Linked DNA regions of Mus musculus: region 2 is linked to region 1. Evidence: chromatin contacts called from public promoter capture Hi-C data. All regions are on one chromosome and are shown on one strand. The core of a region is the stretch at or near the end of the contact, and the rest is flanking DNA. Distances in the headings are between cores, read along the strand shown.

The links. Capture Hi-C pulls out chosen DNA fragments and counts their contacts.
Region 2: a contact with region 1 is called in a promoter capture Hi-C map of adipose tissue. The contact joins two enhancer-like sites. A contact is called at or near these places in 2 of 39 promoter capture datasets (the C10 cell line and cranial neural crest), 6 of 484 Hi-C or Micro-C datasets (CD4 T cells, CD8 T cells, double positive thymocytes and 2 more), 3 of 115 datasets of contacts at active chromatin or transcription factors (bone marrow-derived macrophages, embryonic stem cells and regulatory T cells) and 4 of 9 other capture datasets (adipose tissue, embryonic stem cells, liver and 1 more).

Annotation. Positions count from the first base shown.
Region 1 is chr7:31,031,637-31,035,238 of GRCm38.p6, forward strand. Fxyd5 (FXYD domain-containing ion transport regulator 5) reads right to left here. Exons shown (of 9, transcript NM_008761.4): 8 at 3,573-3,602; 9 at 1,087-1,382. The coding sequence ends at 1,333. Among named protein-coding and RNA genes, the nearest start is that of Gm38984, 3.4 kb to the right of the region's middle. Within about 2 kb of position 1,960, at least 85 of the 459 cell types and tissues checked have an H3K27ac peak or open chromatin away from gene starts, as enhancers often do. A contact at or near this core is called in adipose tissue, where this site is marked.
Region 2 is chr7:31,175,370-31,178,971 of GRCm38.p6, forward strand. No RefSeq gene overlaps it. Among named protein-coding and RNA genes, the nearest start is that of Gm10640, 15 kb to the left of the region's middle. Within about 2 kb of position 1,707, at least 31 of the 459 cell types and tissues checked have an H3K27ac peak or open chromatin away from gene starts, as enhancers often do. A contact at or near this core is called in adipose tissue, where this site is marked.

The DNA.
Region 1 (3,602 bases), core at 710-3,209:
AGAACTTGCTATATAGATAGGCTGGACTTAACTCACAGAGATCTTGCTGCCTTTGCACCTCCCCTCCCCCCAGATCTGGGGCACCACCACATCCCACCTACTTAGTTATTTTTAAGACAGGAAGTCTTGTAGCCCAGGCTAGACTTGAACTTGAGATATGAAGCCAAGGACATTGAACTTCTGATCCTCCTGCCTCCACCTTACAAGTCGTGAGATTCTGGGCATGCTCAGTTCAAACTGAAACTTCTGTTCGTACTGGGAAGGCATGCGGTTCAGTTGCACACCCCACCCAAGAGCTTCTCTTCTTTCTTGTGACGTATTTTCCCCTTATTTCCACGTGCTTTGTGGCTTGATGAAATGATTTTGTAATCCCCAGTTCACTCTGACCTGAAGTTCTTGCAACTGCATTATGCAACCCCCTCCCCCCCGCCCCGCTGCCTGGGACCTGGTCTCTTGTCTGTGCTGTGACCCTGCCCATAATCTTGGAGAAGACACTTATCCTTCCCCACAGCACCCTGAGCCTGAAAAGGCCTGCATAGCTGCACTAGGTTGCTCCCTCCCAATAAGGAGGAGTCCAAGGAACTCCAGGAATTGCCTGCTAGAGCCCATCCCTCCTCCCAGGCCCTCTCTGCTCAGAGCCCATCCCCGAGCCCCACAGCCTCCCTGGTGGACATGCCCTAAGCAAGCAGTCCTCCTGAAGCCCAACTTGTGGGTTGTTGCAGGAGACAGAGCTTGAGAGTGTGGGCTGCATTTTCACAGCTATGCATGAGGTATCCTGAGGGGCAGAGTGACTGGCCATGTGAAGATAAAGGGGTGACTGCACCGGGGTCCCCACATCATGCTTACTCATGCTCTGATCGATACCAAGGTATGCTGTAAGCCAGGCTCCTGGACAGAGGTCCTGTCTCTTAATCGTGACAGACCCTAAACACACCCTCCTTCCGTGAACACACCAGGCCTCCCCTTATCCCCCATCATATTGTCCTGTTGTCTGAGTGTGTAACAACCATACCCTACTCCCTAGGGTTCCAAGTCCAGCCCTGCCTCTTCCTCCCACTCCTTTGTCACAAATTCACAGAAGACAGAGGCCATGGAAGAGAGACCATGTGGATTTATCTGAACAGCCACAGCAGTGCCTAGGGAGACCTCTCTCCCCAGGGTGGGAAGACCATTAGCCTTAAGCCTGACTCCCTCCAGTGGCCTCTTCCTTTCAGGATTCTTTCATGTTGATCACTCTGTAGGCTCTTGGGGTAGAGGGAGGAGGCAGGGGGTGGTGAGTTGGTGTAGTTTGGAGGCTCCAGCTGGGGTGCCCATCAGGGTGCTGGCCCGCACTCACCTGTGGCGATTCAGGCAAAATTGAGACAACTGCCTACACTTCCCACCTGGAAGAAAAAGAACCAGTTTGCCCATGAGCTGGAAACAGTACTAATTATCACATAGTCACTGGAGACCGGCTGGGGGGTGGGGGTGGGGGATCAATCTGGACCTCAGGAAGCTCCCAGTGAAGGGGGACAGCAAGATGGCTCAACAAGTAAAGGTGTTTGCTGCTGAGCCAGATGTCCTGAGTTTTGGGCAAAAAGAGAAAACCAGGGGCTAAAGAGACTGCTCAGTGGTTGCTCTTCAGAAGGTCCTGGTTTTAATTCCCAGCATCCACATAGACACTCATAATTGTCTATAACTGCAGACCCATGGAATCCAATGCCCTCGTCTTGTGTGCAGACATACATGCAGATAAAACACCCATATACATAAGATAAATGAATAAATCTTTGTTTTAAAAAAGGAGAAAACCAACTCATGGAAATTGTCCTCTGATCTCTACATGTACACACACACACACACACACACACACACACACACACACACACTGAGATGAACAAATGCAGGGCTGTGGTGGGGCAGAGCAGCCTGTGCAAACATCCCTGTGGTAAAGGGCGGACGTGAGATGGAAGAACATGAGCAAGAGAAGCTGGGACCTGGATTAGAGTCAATTGGAGATGGCGTAGAGTTTAAAAAGGCACGGGGCCATGAGAAGATGGCAGCCACCTGCCTCTCAGGCCTCCCCTTCTGCTCTCCCTGTCTGTGTCTCCCTGGCTTTTCCCACTGTTAGTGCGTGTGGTTTGGGTGTGTCCCTCCAATGTCTGTCTTTGATGTTGGGTCCTTAGTACTCAGGGTTGGGACGGAGAGGGTGGGCAGCCTTTGAGAGGCAGAGTCTAGGGTCACCTAGGAAGTTATAGCTCTGCTTGCCCATCAGTTAGCCCTCGGGAGGGTGTGCTGTCATAGAAAGACCAGCCAGTCTCCTCCCTTCTCTCTTACTTCCTGTTTTGTTACTCAGCCTCTTTGACCACACATCCTCCCCCACCAGAGGTAGACGTGGAGTGTTTTCCTCGGTTGGGCTGCACTGTATTTCAGAGTCAAAGGACTCTGTCTTCTTTGCTGAACCTGGCACACACTGATGCAGCTGGGCTGGCTCCTTTCTCTCTTCAGCATGGGTGGGTGTCACCCAGATACCCAGGCTGAGCCTCTGAATTCAGGTCCTCAAGCAAGCACTTTGCCCACCAATACCTCCTAAACCCATGGATCTCTTCTTAAGCTATAAACGCTTCCAGAAATTGATTCCAGTCCGGTATTTGGTCACAATGAGAACAGCAACCCGCAGAGCTCTCGTGAATAAAAGAAGTCAGGTCCAGAGGGCTGTGGTTCGGTTGTGCTTGCCTGGCATGTACAATGTGATGGGGTTGACTCCCTGTGCTGCATTAACTGCCTATACCTATAACTAAGCACTTGGGAGGTAGAGGCAGGAGGGTCAGAAGTTCAAGGTTAAGGTGGAAGAGGTGGTTCAGTGGTTACTCACATCCAGCTCCTACCATCTATCTAAGGAGACTCACATCGTCTGAAACTCCCAGCTCCAGGGTATCCAACTCTCTTCCATCTGTCATGGCCTCTGCACTCACACACACATACACACACACACACACACACACACACACACACACAGATTCAAGGCCATCTTTGGTCGACATGCTCCTCTGTCTCAAAACAAAATAAACCCAAAAACTGCTGATCAGCTTGGCACACCTATAACCTCAAGCCTCAGGAGGCTGAAGCAGGAGGATTGTGAGTTTGACGCCAGCCTGAGCAACACAGTGAGACCCTGTCTTAAAAGGATGAATGAAGTCCTGTTTTCTCTTCTCACAAATGAAGCCGACCCTTGGCTTGTAAAGAAGCATAACGTAGTATCCACTAGCAGTCATCTGAGTCTGCATATCTCTGTCCTGTGTGTCTCTGTATCGCTCATCGGGGCACTACCACGTGACCGAGCCCAGGAAGAAAAGGACAACAGAGGAAGAGACGTGCACTCTAGGAACAGCGCCCCCTGCTGCAACCAGAACAACCGCCCAGCTGGATGCAACCAGCAGGCTAGGCCGAGAATCATCCCTGGGGTGGTTTGTAGGGGTGCTGAGTTTGCACAGCTTTGCCCAGGGGGTTTCAAGACCCTGATCCTCAGTCACCATGCAGCCCAGCCCGCCCCCAGCCCCTTCTTGCCCTTTCTGCCCATGCCCGACTCTCACTAGTGAGAATGATAATTCCCGTGATGAACA
Region 2 (3,602 bases), core at 457-2,956, 140 kb after region 1:
GCTTCAGGGAGGAGCAGAAGAGCAGAGATACCACAGCTGCAGGCCAGAGGAGAAGCAGCTAAGAAGGTGCGTGAGGGGAGACCTAGTCAGGATACAGCCACTGAAAGTTAATTCAATAAGAATTGTAGGATATCAGTTGGGGAGGGTAGTTGGAGAAATGACACCATGGTCCAAATGTTCCCTGTAGTCACGAAAAATGTAGTTGGCATTGCAACTGTATTCAGAGTTGGAGGACACACACACACACACACACACACACACACTCTTAGGGCTGAAAAGTGATCAGTGTGTAAAGTGCTTGCTGCACAAGCATTCGGACCTGAGCTTGCATCCCCAGCACTGTGGAAAAACCTGGGCGTGGTGATGCCTGTCTGAAGCCATGGCCCTAGGGATAGAGAAAGAGACTGATCCCAGAGCCTCACTGGGCAGCAGTCTAGCACCCAAAATGCCAGACTCCAGCCAGGCCTGGCGGTTAATGCCTTTAATTTTAGCATTTGGGAGGCAGAAGCAGGTGGGTTTCTGTGAGTTCAAGGCCAGCCTAGTGTTAGAGTTACAGGTCTACACTGAGCCTTTCACATGAATCCTGGGCACTTCATTAACTGAGCCATATTTCAATCATAAAAACACGTTTACTTTTTCCCTTTCTATTGTGATTGGAGACAGACTTGCTCTGTGTAGCCCTGGCTGTCCTGGTATTCACTCTGTAGATGAGGCTGGCCTTGGCCTCAGAGATCTGCCTGCCTCTGCCTCCTGAGTGCTGGGATCAAAAGCATGTACTATCATCAGGGTTAAGTATAGACACTCTGTCTCATATAATAAGAACAATAAATAATAATTTCCTCACACTCTAGACCAGGAAAAACCATAGTCTTTGGAGGCAGGTGCTCAGGAATTGGGAATTTTTTAAAAAAAATTAATTACTTTAAATTTTATTTTCTTGAGGTAGGTCCTACTACATAGGTCTTGGAACTTGCTATGTAAGACCAGGTTGGCTTGGAACTCAGAGCCAGATTGATCCCAGAGCCTCACTGGGCAGCAGTCTAGCACCCAAAGTGCCAGACTCCAGCCGGGCCTGGTTGTGCATGCCTTTAATTTTAGCATTTGGGAGGCAGAAGCAGGTGGGCTTCTGTGAGTTCAAGGTCAGCCTAGTGCTAGAGTTACAGTCTACACTGAGCCTTTCACATGGATCCTGGGCATGTGAAGGGCATATCTGCCTGGTTCTGCCTCCCAAGTTGCACTGATTAAAGATGTTCATCACCACGTCTGGCTGAGTTAACTTTGAAGGTTAGCACACAAAGTGATAGGGTTTGTTATTGTTTTTTCATGATATGCCTGATTCTTTATAATTTGTTTTTAATCATGCCCTCCCTTCTTGCACACCCCCATCGTGCCTATGCCCCCTTTCTGGTTCCCTTTCTCCCCCCCAAATCATCTTCCTTTCTGCTTTAGAATGACGTGACTTTAAACAGGACAGGGGCTGAGGCTGGGAGATGAAGGAGTGAAGACTGAGATACAGCGATCTCTGTACTCCATGCTGGTCTTGAGCTCATTGTGACCCTTCCGCTTCAGCCTCCTTGCATGCATGGCCACATTTGGCTTTGAATCAGGAAAAATAAAGATTAAGCAAATATGTTTGTGCATAAGTTTATACATACGAGTACTGATAGAGGGCAGAAGAGGGAGTTGGATCATCTGGAACTGGAGCTACAGTCAGTAATGAGCTGCCGTGTGGGTGCGGGGAACTGTACCCGAGTCTTCTACAAGAGCAGTAAGTGTTCTTAACTACTAAGCCATCTCTTCTGGCCAGAAACAGGTTTTAAAAAACTCCAGTCCCTTTCACACATAGTCGAGGTTTAGAGCCACTGAATTTAGGTGTTCTTTTCTTGTGCACAGGAAATGCCGGAGAGTCAATGCACGGATATTGAAGGTCTGGAATCAGTCTCTGCTTTACAGCGGCAGAAAGGAGGCACTAAGGGCAACAGGGATCGTGGTTCTTGTGCCCTCTAGTGGTCAGAATAGCCCTAGCAGCTCCTGGAGGAAACGCTAATTCAAGCCGCTCCGCTCCCCGCAGTGCTCTTTGGAAACTTTGTAGGGTTCTCCTTCCCCACTCCTCCCCAAGCCCAGATGGACTACACCTTGACATTGGCCTTATAATAACCCTTATAATAATATAATAGGAGAGCTCATCCAAGCTGTGCCAATTAAAACATTATTTACATATGTGTGAGTGCATGCTCTCTCTCTGTGTGTGTACATACCCACGGAGGACTAGAAACGGGTATTGATTCCCCCGGAGCTGGAGTTACAGATGGCTGTGAGCCATCATATGGGCGCAGAGAACCAAACGCAGATCCACAGAAAAAGAAGTGAGTGCTCCTAGCCGTCGAGCCATCTCTCCAGCTCGACCCATCCCAATGCTCCACCCACGCATGCCACCTCAGTTTGTACTAGTACAATCTGAAGTTCTTAAGACCCTCTGCTCTTTCCTCCTCGCCCCACCACCTCACAAGCTTCTTCTTGTCTTTCACTTCATTTTTTACGGCTTTTGGAGCAATTTAAACTCCAAATTTATTTTTATAAAAGAAAGTAGAATTACAGTTGCAAGACAAAACAACAACACCAACAACACCAACAACAACACCAACACCACCTCCCAAAAAACTGTTGAATGCTAAGTGAGTGTTGTTTCCCCAAGATTATCTTCTGAACTTCATAGCATGCATTTGCTTTCTCTGTGTCTCTCTGTCTCTATCTCACTCTCTCTCACACACACAAAGACAAAACTAACTAACTAACTAACTAACTAACTAACTAACTAACTAACTAACTAAGTGAATGGGTGCTGTCTTAATCAGCTATATGTATGGCAATCTATTACAGAACCATAAAACATGGTCTTACAGGCATCACCATAACAGACCAGCCACGTCTGTGGGGGTGCTTGCCATTCTCAGCTGTGTGCATACACGCACAAATAATTCTTTTAAAAAGTAATAAAGTAGGCTGGTGAGATGGCTCAGAAGGTAAGGACAATTGTCATCAAGCCTGAACACCTGAGTTGTATCCCTAGCATCTACACGGTGGAAGAACAAAACCAATTCCTTCAAGTCGTGCTCTGACCTTCACACATTCTCTCTCTCTCTCCCTCCCTCTCCCTCTCCCTCTCTCTCTCTCTCTCTCTCTCTCTCTCTCTCTCTCTCTCACACACACACACAGAATAATTAACTGTAACAATACTTTTTAAATAAAAGGAAATAAGACAAAATGGAATTTTTCTATGTAAACATTTATTCATTACCAATATGTCTACTTGCTCAATTATTATATTTCCTTTTTGGCTATTTTTTTGGAGACATGGTTTATCTTAGTATTCTACTGCTGTGAAGGGACACCACAGCCATGCAAAACTGATAAAAAGAAAGCATTTACTTGGGGCTTGCTTACAGGTTCAGAGGTTTACTTCCTTATCATCAGTGCAGGGAGCATGGCAGTGTGCAGGCAGACATGGTGCTGGAGAGGTAGCTGCGAGCTCTACATCCGGATCTACAGGCATCATGAAGATAGCCTCTGAACCTGGCTTGGGCTTTTGAAACCTCACCTCC